Linked DNA regions of Arabidopsis thaliana: region 2 is linked to region 1. The links are chromatin contacts, called in public targeted proximity ligation maps. All regions are on one chromosome and are shown on one strand. The core of a region is the stretch at or near the end of the contact, and the rest is flanking DNA. Distances in the headings are between cores, read along the strand shown.

Region 1 (6,604 bases), core at 3,844-6,343:
AAAGATGAGAGGATTCTAATCTTTATCTCTAATGGTTGAAATTTCTGGTCTGCCTTGATTGAAATGGAGGTTGAAATGGCACAACAGTTGTTTCTATGATAACTTAATTGTAGGAGATTATGGTTAGTATAGTTTCAGGACAATGTATATTGTGTAGTTTGGAAGAGTTGTTATCCCAATTGCATAATTTGGGAGTGTAGGTCATTTGACTAATCCTCTGATGTTGAGAGTCCAACTTGTGATGACTAGAATCTGAATAAACTGATTTGGACTTTTGATTTACAGATGTTCAGTGTGCCTTGGGGACTATCAACCAAATGACAAGCTTCAACAGATCCCGGTATGTAAACACACTTTTCACATGGACTGCATTGATCTTTGGCTCACATCACATACCACTTGCCCTCTTTGCCGCCTCGCTCTAATCCCGAGTCGTTCCCGTCAAAGCCAAGATGATCCTGTTCCGAGTCTCGTAAGCCCTGATGAAGAAGTGTCGAGTCAACCAGAATCTGAGCCAGTAAACCACAGAGTAGTGTCGACTCAACCAGAATCTGAGCCAGTAAACCACAGTGGAGTCTCGAGTCAACCAGAATCTCAGCCAGTAGTAAACCACAGAGGAGTCTCGAGTCAACCGGAGTCTCAGCCAGTAAACCACATTAACGATGGCCATGAGCAGCAATGTGATCAAGATGTAGAGGGCTTTAAGGAAATGGAAGAGGACGAACGAAACAACATCGGGACATCGAGTGCTTGTTGTAGTTGTAGAACTGGTTAAGCTTAACCGTTTGTGTTCAGTCCATATCCCGTAAAGCTTGCTGCTTTCTTGCATTTGTAACTTGTAACACTAGTACATTTTCTAGGAGTGAAAATGAGAGATTGATCCATAGTAGAAACAAACATTTTGGAAGGCAAATACTTCTTCTCAGGGAAACTTGTCCCATTATCATTTGCGTTTGCTCGCGCGCAAAAACAAAGAGTATGGTCTGCTACAAAATCAGCAGATAATCAAATATTCAAAACTGGTTCAAAAAGGGTTGATCTTAGCTTACCTGAATTAGCGATTTCTTAGTCTGAAAAAAGTCAAAAACAAGAAGATAAGGTATTAGAAAAGAGAAAAAGATAAAGCAGAGTCAAAGGTTGGGTAAGAGAAGCTTGTATTGTTCTCTCTCTGCTTTAATACCTTTTCTTTCTCTAACATTCGATCTTCTGTTTAGTCCTTTTCAAGATTCCTTTCGTTGTTTCTTGGCAAAGATAAGGATCTTAAACCAGAGACTTGACTTCATAACTTACATATTCTTTGAAACTCTCTTGCTCATCGCTGCCCCTTATCTAAAGTTCCAACATGGGTTCAATCCAAAACACAGTTCACTACTGTTGTGTCTCAAGAGACAATCAGATTATGTACGCTTACAACAATGCCGGAGACCACCGCAACAACGAGAGTCTTGCAGCGTTATGCTTGGAAAAGACTCCACCTTTTCACAAGTGGTACTTCGAAACGAGGGGTAAGAAGACTTTTGGATTCTTGATGAAAGATGACTTCGTTTATTTCGCCATTGTTGATGATGTTTTCAAGAAATCTAGCGTTCTTGATTTTCTTGAAAAACTGAGAGATGAGTTAAAAGAAGCTAATAAGAAGAATTCTAGAGGAAGTTTCTCTGGTAGTATCAGTTTTAGCAATGTTCAAGACCAAATTGTCCGAAGACTCATAGCTTCATTAGAGTTTGATCACACTTGTCTTCCATTATCATCACCTTCCATTGATGGTGCTGAACAAAGCTACGCATCTAACTCCAAAGCTCCTCTTTTAGGAAGATCCAACAAGCAAGATAAGAAGAAAGGGAGAGATCATGCGCACTCACTAAGAGGTATTGAGATAGAGGAACACCGAAAATCAAATGATAGAGGAAACGTAACAGAATGTTCTAATGCTTCATCTGAATCAGCAACGTATGTTCCAAGAAGGGGACGATCTGGTGGCTCTCAGAGCATTGAGAGGAAGTGGCGGCGTCAAGTGAAGATTGTTCTTGCCATTGATATAGCTATTTGCTTAACGCTGCTTGGTGTTTGGTTGGCTATTTGTCATGGCATTGAGTGTACACGTTCTTGATCTATTTATTCTTCCATATGCATTTTCCTCTTCTGCAGTTATGTTGTAGAGATTGCAGTTTGAAATATTCTGCAGCATTGTTGATTGTATATTAGGTATAGGTCTCAAGTTCCTACGTTGGTTTGTGTATAATATGATGATTTTGTTCTTATAGTTGTACATAAAAACCAGTCTGTTGCTGAATGATTGTAGTAAGGCCTCTTGGCATCAAGATAATGAAAGTAGGGATTCATATAGTAGGAGACATTGTCATAACCTCATACAAGAGGATTATATATCAGATCAAAGTAAAATATTGCAATCACAGTTTCATTTTCCAACCACCGAGGATGGAAACTGAAAGCTTTTAGTTTTCTTACATAGAATCAGAAACACACAGCTTACAAGATATAACAACAAATTACATAAAAAGAGAGTTTTTAGTCTTGAAGAAATAGAGGAAAGAAGTACAAAAGAGAGATAAAGAGGTGATGAATACCTCTCACCTGAAATTCCTAACCATGGTTGGTCAACTGGTTTGGTTGATTGTTATGAGAAGAACCTAAAGGGAACCAAAATATCTCCCAAGAGGCAAAAATACATGCAAATGCAAGAACCCCACAATCCATTAGTGGGGTTGGTTCAAGATATGATGAGCAATCTAAATTTTGAATCTTAAAAATGATCTTAATCTAAGTTAGCTCAAGTGTGGCTATAACTCCAAAGCTTAGCCACCGAGAATATACATGTGTTAGCAATTCCTTTATCCTCAAAGGAAGTTTATGTTCTAGCGTTCTACTACAAGACAATGTGTAACAACATGGTCCTAGATCTAATAATCCTAAGACTGCACATTAAAATGGATATAGCGTGAAGTAGTGTGCACACCTTTGCACACACTACTTCAACACTTCCAGGTGGTGGCAATTCACTTCTTGTGCCTTTCCCGGGAAATCCTTATTTCCTTTCTTGTTGATCAGCCAATCCTAAGTTTTTAAGTTTTTCTACAAAATTGCTTGCCTTTGCGAGGCACTGTGCAAAAGACGGTAACTGTTTACTTCTACAGCTCGAACAAGCTATCTTGAACGAAACCTTCGTTCAGAAAGCAGGTAATGCAATGAATAAAATGAAAAGATGAGTAATGTGTATGAAGATGGTCCTAGTTAAACCCCTATGTGAGACTTAACTAGAACTTGCAAAGACGCCCAAACTCCAAATTATGGGCTTCTTTGTCTAATGGGTTAGAAGCATAAAGGGAAAAGGGCAACCATGGTTAGGCCACAGGTCTTGTGAAACTTCAGAGGCATGTGGATGAAAGTAGTAAACAAAGCTTTGCCTTAAGGATTTAAATGAATTGGTCCCCTACATAGCATCATGGAACTATGAACCACGAGCCTTCATGGTCAAGCCTGTGGAACTGCAAAGCAAACTGCTGGAGAACATCAGTACCTCTAGTTTTCCATGTTGTGTATGAACAACGAAAAAATATAAAGAAACTAACCTGATGGTATGACTGGTGAAGGTGCAAGAGACACTGGTGAACCATTGTGATGCGGGTAGTTTCCCCCGGGAGCAGAATAGTGAAACATGTGGTTGGGGTAGTGGAGGGGAGCATAACCAGTGACAGGTCCATTTCCTTCAGCAAACTGGAGATATGGGTAGAACCCTGCTGCTGGTGCTGCTGCTACACCAGTCATTGGTCCGCTTCCATACATTGGATGCTGAGCAGTTGCCCCTCCATAAACATTGTAATAGCTCTGCTGTAAAAACAATAATCCAATAAGCTATAAGAGATAAGAGTAGAGTAGGGAGAGACTCTTACAATATACATACCGTGGGGTAATTGTAATCCATTGAGTATGAAGAGAACCTAAGAAAGTTTAATGAAACCAAACAGAGGATTTATCAGTCTAAGTAGAGTGATGAGTATAGAAAAATCAAGTAAGAGATTAAACGTGGAGTACCCAAAAGGATTAGTGTAAGGAAGTGTGTAGTGGGAGAATGGAAGTGGGGAAGGAATAGCAGTAGCCGCGGTCCCAAAGTGTGTCTTGAAAGGGCTAGTCACCTTCATGCCTCTTCCTCCTACATGTCCTGCCATAACACAACAACATGAGAATCTCCTCTCAAACATTTGCTTTCAGACAAGAACAAAACACAACATATTTAACCAGAAGATTTAACTAACTAGTGTAGTCTGCAGAAGAATTATAAAGACTAGTGAGCAAGAAAATGGCTTTACTGAATCAACTAAGGAATCAAGATGAAGCTATACCTCAAACAATAAAGTAAGACAATTCATAAAGTATCTAACTTTGCTACTAATATGTGAGACATGTGATTCAAGACATACAATTCCAGCAAGATCCATGGATTTACATATACTCTTGATGTAGGGTTTTCAAAAGTAAAGTATCAAAAGACAGAAACCTAAAAGTACCATGAATAGGAGAAGAAGGTTTGGATCTCTGAACACCAAAAGCAGCAAGATTACAATTAGCTCTTCTTCCATCAATAACAGGAGCTGGATCTACACAAGCTTTCTGAGCTGCTTCCGGATCACAAAAAGTAACCTTTACAAAAAAAAAACAGAACCCGTGAGCTTGAAGCTATAACAAATCTCCAAAGTAAAAAGAAACAAGAAGAAGAAGAAACTTACAAAGCCATAGCCTTTAGATCTACCACTAGATTTATCAGTGATAACGACAGCTTCAACAATGTCACCAAACTGTTCAAAGTAATTCCTGAGAGAGACTTTGTGTGTTTCCCAAGCTAATCCTCCAACGAACACTTTGGTAAATGTTGTGTCTTCCATTTCAGAAACAAGGGAAAATTCCACGAAGTAAAGTTTCCGGTTTTGGGAACAGAAGAAGCAGAGAGACGGTAGTTGAGAAACGAGAGAGAGAGAAGAAGGAGGAGGGAAGAGGATTCAAGGAAAAGTCTCAGGGAAAAAAGAGAGAATTTGGGGACACACTCATTGAATTATTTAACTTAGCTTTTCACAAATATCAATGACATTTTTTTTATTTTATGTACGGTCACTGTGTGTTTTTGTACACTTTTTTCTTGTTGGTCGGATCCACTCTGTAAAATAGATTTACAGTTGGAAAACATTTATTTTAGCTATTATTTAATTTTTGGTCTTTTATATTGGTGGAAAATCTTAAAATTGAAATTTTCTGTATTTTTAATTCTACCAAAAAAAGATATTCAACAAAAAAAACTTTCCCTTAGCAAATAACTAACCGAGAAATAACATACACAAAAAAAAAAAAATATAACTAACAGAGATATACTATATATAAAAAAATACATTTTTTTTTGACCAATATTAAATTATAGCTCAAAAGAGTTTTTTTTTTTTTTTAGTTTACATATCCCTCAAAATAAGTTGAACTACTGAATATATTTAGCATTTTAACATTTTCACAAAAGTTGGTCAAAAAAATTAATATACCAACCTTTTAATTTTTTATTATCTTCATAAGAATCCATATTATGATTGCACACAAGTTGTGTAACTTATTTGTAAGACATCAAATGATTCATGCATATGCATATTTCTTAGAACATGATTTAATGTGTTAGCCTACATATTTATATGTAAATCAAATCAAATCTAAAATTGATTGATAGTTAGCAAAATATTTCAGAATTTTAGTGATTAAAATTATGCCGATTTACATTCATTTACAAAAAAAAATGAGCAAAATGTTACGAAAAAGGTAATCTTAGTTTACAAATAGTTTTTTTTTTAATATCATTATTCCTTCCTGTTTTTAACTATAACGCTTATTAATTTTCTATTCGTTAAAAAAAATTATGAAGAATTATTGGTCTTCGTTTACAAAAAAATTTACTGACTTACAGATTTTTCCACTATCTTAGTTTACAAAAAAATTATTGGTTTGTATCACTTTTCATGACAATCTAAAATCTAGTTTACTAATTTGGAGATAAATTCTACTATTCTAAATACAAAATTATGAATTCTACATTTTGAAGTAAACATTTACTGACTTACAGATTTTTCCAGCCAAACTTAATAAGATAGATAATGTATATGAAGAATTAAATTAAAAATTGGTTAATATAACACTTAAGTCTATAATTCTTCTTTATGAGATCTCACAACTACAACAAGAAAAAGTCGGTCCTATTATCTTCAGCCAAAAGTGATTTTTCTAAAACTAGATCAATCTTACAAAATCATGTTTTGTATTACAATGTTAGTATGACTGATTTTTGAGCCATAAATTATTTCGATTCTCAGCTTTCACCCCGGACTTTTGGGCCCTTAAATTTCCACCATCAACTTTCATATTCCTCAAAATTACATTATCTACTTTCGAATTCATGCTTAAACATACATTTCCAATTGAACCATTCATTTAACCGGGATTAACCACAAATCTGCGTTTACTGTACCGCGATTGCGATTAACCCGACTAATACCCAGACCCGTTAAGAAAACGACGTCGTTTTCATTTCGTTTAACTCATCAAAAAGAGAAAGAAA
Region 2 (6,413 bases), core at 2,524-5,023, 33 kb before region 1:
GCTTCTGCATGGATTTGAAAATATCCGGTATGGTTTCAGAGAGACGATTGTTGCCAAAGTTGAGTGACAACAAGATCTTGAGATTAGCAAGACCTAAAGGTATAGTTCCGGTTAAGAGATTATCTCCAAGATTGAGCAGATATAACCGGGTTAAATTGGAAATGGAACTCGGGATCGGACCAGTAAACAGGTTTCCGTCGAGACTTAGTTCTCCTAACTCGCTTAGCGCACCAATGTTAGCTGGAAGAGGACCGGAGAGACGGCTATTCGTGAAGTAGACTTGTTTTACATTTGGTAATTGGAAAAGGAATTGAGGAAAAGAACCAGTGATGTTTCGAAGATTGGTGAAGTAAATACCAACAAGGTGTTGGAGTTTGGCCAATGACGGCGAGATAGTGCCAGAAAGAAAGCTTCCAGTAACATCAGATTGTCCGTTGATAGTGAGTCCGGTGACGCGGTTGGTGAGACAACCGACACCCTTCCATGAACAGCAGTCAGTACCTTTCTTCCAAGAGCTGAGAATACCCGTAGGATCTTGAGTTATACCCGATTTAAAAGCTAAAAGACCCGCCTCGTCATCAGGATGACACGTGGCAGCTTCAATGGGACTTAAACACCGGAGAAAGATAACGAATGCAAAGATGAAGAGAGGGAAGCAACAAGAGTTCATGGTTGAGTTGTGTTGATTGAAAGACACAATTGGTCGCTATTAATAGAAGGAAAACGTTGAATCAAGAGCTGCCGATTTTGACCAATTCATGTTCATGTGGTGGCAATAAGTTGTGGTAATATCCGTAATCGTTGTCGAATTTATTATCTCTCAACCCCTCGAAAGAGACAGTTTCTTTCATCAGATTTTTATAATATTTTGATGATTATAGATAAAGGATTTATGTATCTTATTTTTCTAGAACTTTGTTGTCAAATTACAATTGTTTTCTATCATGTTTAAATAATATTTTGGGCTATTATGAAACTTAGTTTGGAAAGAAATTTCATTTATGTTTTCTCAAAATGTACGTTATTTTTGAAAAAAAAAAAATATTTATTAACATGTTATTTTTGTCTAACAATATGTACATTATTGACCACAAAATAAAAGTCAAATATATCTAAGTACAATGATCCAGATTGTGGACTAAGTTGGCCTCGAGATGGGCCGATAGATTCATGCCTTAATTTTCTTAGCGTAATCCAACATTAACATAAGTAGCTTTATCTATTTGTTTATCGTAAGAAATTATAGTGGAATCTTAGCTTGTTTTGGAAGAACCAATTACTCAATTTTCGTTTATGGTGGTGAAGTTTTAAGATGCTGCATGCATTAGTCTTGTTTTGGAAGAACCAATTACTCAAACTATCTTTTTTTGTATAGTTTTTGAATAATTTTTCTAGGTTGGTTTACTATGTCTTTGTCTCATTGAATATGGATGCATTAGTCTAATCGAACTTTAGTGTTTTAGACAAAAAAAAAAACAATACTAAGTTGAAACCTACTTCAGAGATGGTCTAATTCCTCAATGCAGACGCTATATGTCCTGTGGATGACCTTGTGTTATGTGTATGTAAAGAGAAAAAAGAGGTTTGATACTAGTATATATCGATTACTTGGTTTGTTGTTTGGTATGTGTTATTTGTGATCAAATAAATTTTGTAGTGATGAAGTTATATGCATCTATCTAGTAAGGACTCCTCTTGTTTTCATCACTAGGTTTTTGTTAACCAATTATAGAACACTGAAGAATAATAAATTACGCATAGTTCTAAATAAGATATCACTATAACTTTCTTTCTTTTTTTGTATAGAGCGAGTTAAATTCCAGTAAACATAGATTATTTACTGCATCATTTGTTGCGACTATTCTGAATTGAGAACAGATTAGCCAAGAGTTGCATACTACATAATCAGTTTAATATATAAGCAAAAGTTACATAAATTGGAGCATGTTGTATCAGAATACTACTCTGTTTTTCCTTCTATTTTTTAAAATCATTTTTCTATCATGTTAAAGTAATATTTTAGCTGCTATATAAAAAATGCATAATAGTTGAGAACTTAAATACTACTTTGAGTACTTTCACTAATACATATTGTTAGAATGAAGCTTCTTCATAACATAAAACTACTTTATTTGTTGTAATCTTTTTAATACAAATTTTATTTGGAGCTAAACTTTATTGGTCACGGTAAATATCCAACTACCAGTTGTAGCTTTCTTGCCGCTTAAGCTTTACAAGGAGAAAGAGGAGAGCCGCAAAGACAGTCATTACCCACAAACGCACTGGCCGGGAACTTTGTTACTGGAAGCTTTCCACAAAGATGGTTGTGACTCACGTTCAATGTCTTTAGTCCAGCCACCATTGCCGGCACCTTCCCAAATACCAAGTTCCTTGATATATCTAAAGTTGTCAGCGTCTTTGCAAACGTTAGCTTCCCCATATCGAATCGTAGTTTGTTACCCGCTGCCTTGAACTCCACTAGATACTCTGTTTGGTTCAAGAACCTTGCTGGACTCCCTGTGATCTCGTTTTCCGACAGATCGATGAAATCATAGTAGAATGTTTGCGCTGGCTTCCAATCGTCTAAGCTCATCTTGATCCCGCATTTTGCTAGCTTCAACGAGAAGATGATCGGCGACGAAGTCACCCATTTCGGGATCGTATTCAAGTGAAACTGGTTGTAAGAAAGATCCAAAGATTCAATGCCTTTAACGTTCAAGACAGGGAATGGATCGGTTAGAAGATTATGGGAGAGATCAAGATTGAATATCTTGGTCAGATTGGCGAAACTCTTCGGTATGACACCCGAGAACCGATTCTTGGAGAGATCCAATGTGTCGAGCGCCTTGAAGTTTGATAAAAAGTTTGGAATCGTCCCGGAGAGTTTGTTATGGCCTAACTCGAGGAACCTAAGAATCGGTGCGAGTGATGCAATGGACGGAGGAAGATTCCCGGAGAATCCGTTGCGGGAGAGAGTTAAAGATCGGAGCTCTGGCATGGATTTGAAAATATCTGGAATGGTTCCAGTGAGACGGTTACCTCCAAGGTTGAGATACGACATGAGCTTGAGATTAGCGACCCCTAACGGTATAGTTCCGGTTAGGAGATTATTGCCGAGTTTGAGTTGAGTTAACAGAGTCAAATTAGATATCGAGCTCGGGATCGGACCGGTGAACCGGTTTCCCTCGAGGCTGAACGCTTCAAGCTGGCTTAGCGCACCGATGTTAGCCGGAAGAGTACCAGAGAGACGGTTATTCTCAATGTATACGTACTTAAGATTTGGTAATTGGAAAAGGAATTGAGGAAAAGAACCAGTGATGTTCTTGAGATCGGTGAAGTAAATCCCATCAAGGTGCTTGAGTTTAGCCAACGACGGCGAGAGAGTGCCGGAGAGGAAGCTTCCAGCAACATCGGCTTGTCCAGCGACAGAGAGTGCAGAGACACGGTCAGTGGTGAGACAAGTGACACCGTTCCAAGAACAACAAGCGGTACCTTTCTTCCAAGAACTGAGAATACCCGAAGGATCTCGGGTTATACCCGCTTTGAAAGCTAGAAGACCCGCTTCATCATCAGGATGACACGTGGCAGCTCCGGTGGGATTTAGACATTGGAGGAAGATGACGAAGGTAAAGATGAAGAGAGTAAAGGAAGAGTTCATGGTGGTGAATTGTGTTGTGTTGATTGAGAGAAGAGAGCTATTAGTAGTGGGGAAAAGATTACTTGAGAGCTGCGAAGTCAAAGTTGACGTTTTTGACCAATCCATTTGCATCTGCATGTGACCATAATTATTAGTGGTATCCGTAATCGTGGTCGAATTTATCATTTTTCCCCGACACACTTGAAAAAGACAGTTTCATTAGATTTTTATTATAGTTTGTCTTTTCTTGACTATTATATATGCATAGGTCTTCTCTTGACAATTAACACGTCTTAATGTTTTGCTAAAAACAAAATTCTACTTTTTTCAGACTTCTTATAATATATTTTCGTTTTTTTTGGTTATATTTTGAAACTCCAGTAAGTCATAGTATTTTTATTTTTCACAACATTTCCGACAAAAGAAACTGTCATAGACTCAAGAGCCAAACGATTCTAACAGCAAGAACAGAGTAATTGATGTTCCAATACATGACTGGGCTGGACTTCCGCCAACTGTTTTTGGCGATGCAATAACACTTCCAGGAAACAATCAGTTTATACAAGACCTCCTTATTAATATTAAAATTACTAGAAGAATATTGAGCATTTATAATATTATATTGTAGCAGTTAATCGTGTTCTGCTATAATTTACTAACCAGCTAAAACGTTATAACGTTTGGTTTTCAAAACGTTATACTATCTTACCCCGGGAAATAAAATGACTCGGGTCAATATTTTTAGATTAGGGGTTATTATTCGATAGCACTAATTTACAAAAACCGCTACCTAATATAGTAGCGCGGAATGAAATTTTTTTGCTCGTTGGAGAATAAAATATTTGGTGACTTTTAACCCCGAAATTTTTTTCTAAGGCCAAAAAACATTGTTCGTGTTCTCACTGTTTTTCATCTCACTGTTCTTCATCTCTTTCAATTCTCTTTTTCAATTCTCTCTGTTTGTGTTCGTGTTCTTCAGCTGTCTGTCTCTCTCCCGTCTCTGTTCGTGTTCTTGCTCAACGCCTCAATCTCTTTTGGTACTCTTCAGCTTCTCAGTCACAGATCTGGTTCTAAATCGAGAAGGTTATGTTTCTTTTGTAATCGATTTAGGGTTTGCATTGTGAAATTGTCTGGTTTGAGTTTCGATTTGGGGTTTTAATCACATTTAGGGTTTGATTTTCAGGTTTCTCAGATTTAGGGGTTTCGATTTGGGGCTTTCGCTATCCGCGTTTCTCAAAGATTTCAGTGGCTTCTCTTTGACAAGTATGTTATTTAGATCGATTTCTGTGGTTCTTAGATCGATTTTGAGTTTCATATAGCTTTGAACTTGACTATTCTCATGTGTCGAATTGAGTTTCATATAGCTTTGATAGTGAGCATTCATTTGTATCGAATTGAGTTTCAAATAGCTTTGATAGCTTGTATTCACTTGTATTGATTAGAACTTGACTATTTTCAGTGACTATTGACTTGTATCGATTAGAAGTTGACTATTTCTGTGACTTTTCACTTGTATCCAATGGAACTTGACTATTTATGTGATTCACTTGTATCGAATTGAGTTAATTTCTGTGGTTCTTAGTATACGTGTAGCTTTGAGTTTATGTGGTTCTTGTATTCAATATAGCTTTGATAGTATTGAATTTTTGTTTTTGAAATTTCTCTTTGTGTCTTTGTTCTTGTATCTCTGTTAACTAATATATATATATATATATATATATATATATATATATAAATATTATCATATATATGGGGTTGGAGCTTGTTGGTGTTTCAAAAATGGATAAGAGTTGGGTATGGCTGCCAAGGAATAGCATTGAGTACGAGAAAGGAGCAACAAAATTTGTTTACGCATCATCGAGACGTTTGGGAGATCCTTCTGAAATGTTTTGTCCATGTACGGATTGCCGGAATCTGTGTCATCAACCAATTGATACTGTTTTGGAACATCTGGTTATTAAAGGAATGAATCATAAATACAAGAGAAATGGATGTTGGAGTAAGCATGGGGAGATACGGGCTGATAAGTTAGAAGCTGAGTCTAGTAGTGAATTTGGAGCTTATGAGTTGATAAGAACAGCTTATTTTGATGGAGAAGACCATTCTGATTCTCAGAATCAGAATGAAAATGATAGTAAGGAGCCATCAACTAAAGAAGAATCTGACTTTAGAGAGAAGTTGAAGGATGCTGAAACTCCATTATATTATGGGTGTCCCAAGTACACAAAGGTGTCTGCAATTATGAGGCTTTACCGCATTAAAGTAAAGAGTGGGATGTCTGAGAATTACTTTGATCAACTTTTGAGTTTAGTGCACGACATCTTACCAGGAGAGAATGTGCTTCTAACTTCAACAAATGAGATCAAAAAATTCTTGAAGATGTTTGGTTTTGGGTATGATATCATTCACGCTTGTCCGAATGATTGCATCTTATACAGAAAGGAGTATGAGCTGAGGGATACTTGTCCTAGATGCAGTGCTTTCAGATGGGAAAGGGATAAACACACTGGTGAAGAGAAGAAGGGGATTCCAGCTAAGGTACTTCGATATTTTCCCATCAAAGATAGATTCAAGCGAATGTTTAGATCCAAGAAAATGGCTGAGGACTTAAGGTGGCATTTTAGCAATGCTAGTGATGATGGTACAATGCGACATCCAGTAGACTCTTTAGCTTGGGCTCAAGTGAATTATAAATGGCCTCAGTTTGCTGCTGAACCAAGAAACCTTAGACTAGGACTTTCAACTGATGGGATGAATCCGTTCTCTATTCAGAACA

The links.
Region 2: a contact with region 1 is called in a targeted proximity ligation map of shoot, with 10 read pairs. A contact is called at or near these places in 1 of 26 Hi-C or Micro-C datasets (root) and 1 of 2 datasets of targeted methods (shoot).

The regions. Positions count from the first base shown.
Region 1 is chr1:12,142,929-12,149,532 of TAIR10.1, reverse strand. AT1G33470 (RNA-binding (RRM/RBD/RNP motifs) family protein) reads right to left here and starts at 5,093. Exons shown (of 6, transcript NM_103072.3): 1 at 4,746-5,093; 2 at 4,527-4,659; 3 at 4,054-4,180; 4 at 3,923-3,959; 5 at 3,591-3,849; 6 at 2,325-3,518. The coding sequence starts at 4,901. The coding sequence ends at 3,493. It overlaps AT1G33475 (SNARE-like superfamily protein), which reads left to right and starts at 1,153. Exons shown (of 1, transcript NM_148505.4): 1 at 1,153-2,345. The coding sequence starts at 1,343. The coding sequence ends at 2,110. It overlaps AT1G33480 (RING/U-box superfamily protein), which reads left to right. Exons shown (of 3, transcript NM_103073.3): 3 at 286-1,018. The coding sequence ends at 775.
Region 2 is chr1:12,175,033-12,181,445 of TAIR10.1, reverse strand. AT1G33590 (Leucine-rich repeat (LRR) family protein) reads right to left here and starts at 3,773. Exons shown (of 1, transcript NM_001333054.1): 1 at 1,818-3,773. The coding sequence starts at 3,769. The coding sequence ends at 2,225. It overlaps AT1G33600 (Leucine-rich repeat (LRR) family protein), which reads right to left and starts at 670. Exons shown (of 2, transcript NM_001333055.1): 1 at 1-670. The coding sequence starts at 670. It also overlaps the pseudogene AT1G33580.